Linked DNA regions of Danio rerio: region 2 is linked to region 1. A link is a contact called in public Micro-C data. All regions are on one chromosome and are shown on one strand. The core of a region is the stretch at or near the end of the contact, and the rest is flanking DNA. Distances in the headings are between cores, read along the strand shown.

Region 1 (2,877 bases), core at 224-2,723:
ACATTTTTTATGATAAAAAAACTCATTTTAAAAGAATGTTTTAGCAGACATATAACACACAAAAGTAAAACAGCAATATAAAAGAATATAGATCTGTTATTATGTAATTGCATATTTTATCCTTTATCTTTACAAAAAAAATTTAAATGAAGGGGATGTAATGGATTATAGTATTTTTATTGATCATTAAATCAAATTGAACAATATATTTATTCTTTTAAATGATCGGTTGACACCATTTTTTGTGTGCCCATCCGCTATGCCACTGCGCATTCATCGTTCAGTGACAACTTGTGACACATTCTTAATATTGTTTACCATGCTACTTTAGACTTTTAAAGACCCTTTTAGGACCATTATGAATGACATTTTAGACTTATACGGGGTTAAGATTTTTTTTAATGGCCTGATATTATCACAAGGAATCATGTAAATGTTTTTAGTTTTTTCCCCTTAATTAAGGAATATAATTTGAGGTATTTGCTGTAAAAATGTCTAACAGCTGTTGTGAATTGTATATCTTTGCAATGAAAAACTTAAATATAAAAATAAGGTTTTATTGAGACGTATTGTTGGTCATTGGAAGGATGTCAGCCCAAATTAAGTAGCTTTACTTGGACAAATCAAGATTAAGACCTGTTTAAAACAATTTAAGACCTACAATACAGATATAGAATATAGAATTTTACAAATAATACTTTTCTAAAGATAGATTTTTAAGAAGAAAGACTGAATGTGCAAATATAAAACCAATTTATCCCAATCGTGGAAGCAACTGCAAAACGTAATCTTCAGCATCTCGGTGGTATTGGTCCTCATCTGTGACGGGTTACCTTGTCTGAGTTGATGATGTCCTTCTTACTGATGGGTCCTGAATCATTGTCTCCTCCTGCCAGCTCCAGAATATCCCTCACATCAGCACCGGTCGTCATGGTCAGGCACTAATATTATCAGAAAAAAAAATAATTATATATATATATATATATATATATATATATATATATATATATATATATATATATATATATATATATATAGAGTGAAGAAAAAAGCAAATAGAGAAAAACAAATAAACAACAAACGTCTTTGTTAGACTAGGGCTGAACAGCAGTTTATTTCACAATTTTTCCCCAAACACAAACAACAAGCCGGGGTTACATGGGAAAACCTGTTTGCTGGATCTGTTTGATCGGGTATGACATAGATAAGTAAATGAAGACTAATAAAATGAGAGTTGATAAACCTGAAATCGGAACCAATGAGCTGCGTTACCAAGCTAACATAACCTGACAGGCGGGAACTACTTTTAGAATATGTATAACTCCTAGACTTCGTTTACAATCTCTAAGTATATTAAAAGTGAAATTAAAACTTACCTGAGGAAAAGACACGTAGTCTGTTTATCTAAAATATGTCAGTTTTTATTTACGGGAGAACGTTAGCTGAATGCTATTTCGGCGGATGGAGGTCTTTTCTTCGATGGTAGTTTTCTCCGTGCTTTAGGATACAGTTGTGTACACCTCCGCCAACTATCGGACAAAAGTAGATAGTACATCAAATAGTCTTTCATATTCCCAGCCCAGTGGTCTTAGGGCGATATACTGTTTAAAAAAAAAAAAAGAAAAACACTTAAACAACACAATGTAACTCCAAGTGTTTCCTTTATTTTTTTAAGCAGTATACATACTGAGTGTGCGTGTATGTTAGAATATAATTTGACGCAAAATAAGCCAAAAATAACATTACAGTGAAATAAAACATTTATATTGTAGCAAATAATGCTGGCAAAAAATATTTGTTAAAATTTTTATTTTAAACAATTGTTAAAGAAAAGCGATTTAAATTATTTCTAGTGACTGCAAAGAAGCAACAATCCTCAGCCTTATCAAATATATACTGGAAATAAATCCTCACACATGAAGTAAAATGTGCATTTAAACACCTCACTCAAATAATACAAGAAAGTCTTCCCAGATATGACAAAGGCAAATCATTTTATTAACAAGAAGTAAACAATAGATTATGAAATTGCATTAAGGGCATTCATTCATTCATTTTCTTGTCGGCTTAGTCCCTTCATTAATCCGGGGTCACCACAGCGGAATAAACCGCCAACTTATCCAGCAAGTTTTTATGCAGCGGATGCCCTTCCAGCTGCAACCAATCTCTGGGAAACATCCACACACACATTCACACACTACGGACAATTTAGCCTACCCAATTCACCTGAACCGCATGCCTTTGGACTCTGGGGGAAACCAGAGCACCCGGAGGAAACCCACGCGAACGCAGGAAGAACATGCAAACTCCACACAGAAACGCCAACTGAGCCGAGGCTCGAACCAGCGACCCAGTGACCTTCTTGCTGTGAGGCAACAGCACTACCTACTGCACCACTGCTTCACCCGCTGGAAAGTCATCCTCTGCTTAAAACATATGCTGGATAAGTTGCCGGTTCATTTCGCTGTGGCGACCCCAGATAATAAAGGGACTAAGCCAAAAAGAAAATGAACGAATAAATGAACAATAGATTATCAGATTATTATATTATTAGATTATATAGATTAGATTATTATATAACAGCTAAAACCCAACATCTTGCATTCATAGATTAACAGATTGATAGACGGACAGACAAACTGGGATTCTTCAGTAATTCCAGCTAAATGTGTGAATCAAAAGCACCCTAAATCATTTAAAATGTGTATTACATTTTTAAAAGTTTGTAAAAACAGTTTTTATGCCATTCATAAAGCCGTGATACAGATTTGTTCACACTATTTTAAAATCATGTTTATAAAATGAATGTATCAATGACAAAGCAGTCATCAAAACACTGTCATGCAGGCTGTCTCACTGCACCTGTTGAAAAAAAAT
Region 2 (3,024 bases), core at 52-2,551, 150 kb after region 1:
TGAAATCTACAGTAGATTTTAATTATTCAAATACCTTGGATTGTTCGACGAGAGATTGTGCAAACAACTTTCATCTCTCTTAATAGTCTCAGTCATATCTATGGAAGAACTGGACATGGTTTGATCCAATGCATGTGCTTGAACGTCACCTTGTCGATGACCTTTGGTTTTTCCACCTTCACTCATTCTGTCCTTCACAATCATCTCTAACATTGACTTCAAAGGATGCTCTTCTGCCTAAAAATCAAATTACTTTTAAGACCTTTCTGCATTGTTAACATTCTTGATATTTTAAATATGGTTATAAGACAGTGCTGTGTAGTTGCTGATTTGGTGTAATCTACAATATGTAACGAGATTCTAAAAATGTACAATAAAATTATCCTAAAGTTTTATTTAATAACATACAATTTAACTTTGAATATTCACAAAATAAACTGCCAATAATAAATCTTAATTTCATGTAAAATAAAAAACACTTGATCCACAATTCTGAACTTGAGGACGAAGACTCTAAATATGCATTTTGATGAATTTATTATTAGCTTTAAATCAACTCATAAACCAACAGTGTTTAACCCTTTAATAGGCAGTGTAATAAGCATTATTTGTAGTCATCGACAAACTTCAATTTGTAAGTAATCAACCCAGCACTGTATGCTGATCAATTTGATACCTTATTCTTTTTGTAAAGGCCCTCAAGATGAAGTATACTCCGCAGGTCTGATCTGTTATTGACGCTTGAATGAGTTCGTGGAAGTTCTTCATCCATGCAAGCTATGGTTTTCTTGAGGCCCTGCAAAAACATTTCATGATTCATTCAGAAGTATGCGATATGCATTTCATTCCAGTAACTAACGTTACTAAAGTAGCACAGGAACAGTGTTGTAGTTAGCCAATGAGTCAAAGTACAATGTTTACAGTTTAATACAATGTTTTCGTTGAAATAGAATTAGTCTGTTAAAAAAACACAAGTCTGTTGCCTACCTTTCGGCTGAGATATTCCCGTACTAGAGACGCAGAAACATCCTCCACATCTTTGCCCATCATAGATCACAACACAGCGGTGCTGAGATAACGTTATAGCTAGCAAACTTGCTAGCTCCAGGTGTAAACAACACCAAACTACACACACTTCAAATACTGTTGGACAAAATATAGGTCATAATTTCATCATACAGCATTTCAGCTTGGAATTTTATTTATTTGTATTTTTAGGGGATAAATTCTATGATAAGGTAAGGATAGCTGCGACGCTTGCTAACTAGCGGTCTAGCTTTTCGCCTTGTTGCTATAGTTACCAGCAAAATGTTGGTGAATGCATGGATAATGACGCAGCTGCGCCTCCGTGCGGATAAAACACGTTACGTATTTTGACGTATTTACAGATTCTTTTCACTTTACTTTACACTTCTCGGTTTATTTCATGACACAAGTGAAAAGTGGCTACAAAAATCTATTTCAATGTAAGGTTGGAGAATATCCTGTTCTAGCGACAGCCAAATGGAAAAGCTGTTTTAATTTTTCATCAATGGTAAGGTCATCTCATATATGCTAATAATAATGTTTACACTTTTATTTAAAGAATTGAAATGATAGGTAAAATATCTTGCAGAAATACACGCACTGATAAACCTAATACAAATCCATATTTGAGCTGGTTCAAAAAAGCGTTTTAAGAAGGAAATTAATTTGCCAGATCTGTCTCATTTACTCTGACCGGCCACTTTATTAGGTACACCTGTCCAATTGCTAATAAAAAGTATCCAGTGAGCGGCAGTTCTGTGGGAGCAAATGCCTTGTTTATGCCAGAGGTCAGAGGAGAATGGCCAGACTGGTTCGAGCTGATAGAAAGGCAACAGTAACTCAAATAACCACTCGTTACAACCGAGGTATGCTGAAGAGCATCTCTGAACAACAAGTCAACTTGAGGCGGATGGGCGCTACAGCAGCAGAAGACCACATCGGGTGCCACTCCTATCCAAGAAATTGAGGCTACAATTCGCACAGGCTTAACAAAATTGGACAATAGAAGATTGCCTGATCTGATGAGTCTTGATTTCTGCCGCAACATTTGTATGGTAGGGTCAGAATTTGGCATCAACAACATGAAAGCATGGATCCATCCTGCCTTGTATCAATGGTTCAGGCTGGTGGTCATCTCAAACTAGTTTCTTGAACGTGACAATGAGTTCACTGTACTCAAATGGACTCCACAGTCACCCGATCTCAATCCATTAGAGCTCCTTTAGGATTTGATGGAACGGGAGATTCGCATCATGAATGTGCAGCTGACAAATCTGCAACTGTGTGATGCTATTATGTCAATATGGACCAAAATCTCTGACAAAATATTTCCAGTACCTTGTTAAATCTATGCCATGAAGGATTAAGGCAGTTCTGAAGGCAAAAGGCAGTCCAACAAGGTACTAGTAAGGTGAACCTAATAAAGTGGCCGGTGAGTGTATATGCTATGAGTGCAAGACCCCTTATAGAGTCTTTTCACAGAAAAAAAGTAACATAAAAACAGCCAACACCACTCAAAGTTGATGAATTTTATTAGAATTTTGTACATACCACAAACATTCTGCCTAAAACCTAAAGTCACATCTTGCTAGCCTACATACACAGTCCATACATTACCTTAACTACATTGTAATTTGAAACATAAAAACATTTGGGGTTATCAAAGCTCCATGTGTACATTTTTACTCAAAACTGTCAAACTCAGATCACAATGTGGAAAAAACAAACATCTGAGCCTGAACAGAGGTGCTTAACGGAATTTTAAAAATGTAACCACAGCCCCATTTACAGACACTAAATCAAACTAAAGTTACTTCTCATTCATTCAATAACGTAGGTATGAAAACCTTCCTCAGCATCACAGTGGGTATATGTCGTTCATGATAAAATGTATTTAACTAGGTTCAACTATGCTACGTTTGAAGACCATGGGAACGGTATCTGTGTTTTGGCACAAATTCATCCCAAATACGGAGTTTTTTTTTGTTTTGTTAACAG

The links. Hi-C and Micro-C count contacts between places; a contact is called where the count stands out from the background.
Region 2: a contact with region 1 is called in a Micro-C map of caudal fin, with 2.2 times the contacts expected there. The contact joins the promoter of mindy4 here to the promoter of dmap1 in region 1. A contact is called at or near these places in 2 of 18 Hi-C or Micro-C datasets (caudal fin and an unstated tissue) and 1 of 4 datasets of contacts at active chromatin or transcription factors (embryo).

What each region holds. Positions count from the first base shown.
Region 1 is chr8:20,226,362-20,229,238 of GRCz12tu, forward strand. It overlaps dmap1 (DNA methyltransferase 1 associated protein 1), which reads right to left and starts at 1,474. Exons shown (of 11, transcript NM_200255.1): 1 at 1,377-1,474; 2 at 834-941. The coding sequence starts at 932. obscna (obscurin, cytoskeletal calmodulin and titin-interacting RhoGEF a) reads right to left here. Exons shown (of 85, transcript XM_073910182.1): 85 at 1,643-2,877.
Region 2 is chr8:20,375,089-20,378,112 of GRCz12tu, forward strand. mindy4 (MINDY lysine 48 deubiquitinase 4) reads right to left here and starts at 1,302. Exons shown (of 18, transcript XM_002663403.8): 1 at 988-1,302; 2 at 677-796; 3 at 35-237. The coding sequence starts at 1,050. It overlaps nexn (nexilin (F actin binding protein)), which reads right to left. Exons shown (of 15, transcript NM_001083855.2): 15 at 2,541-3,024.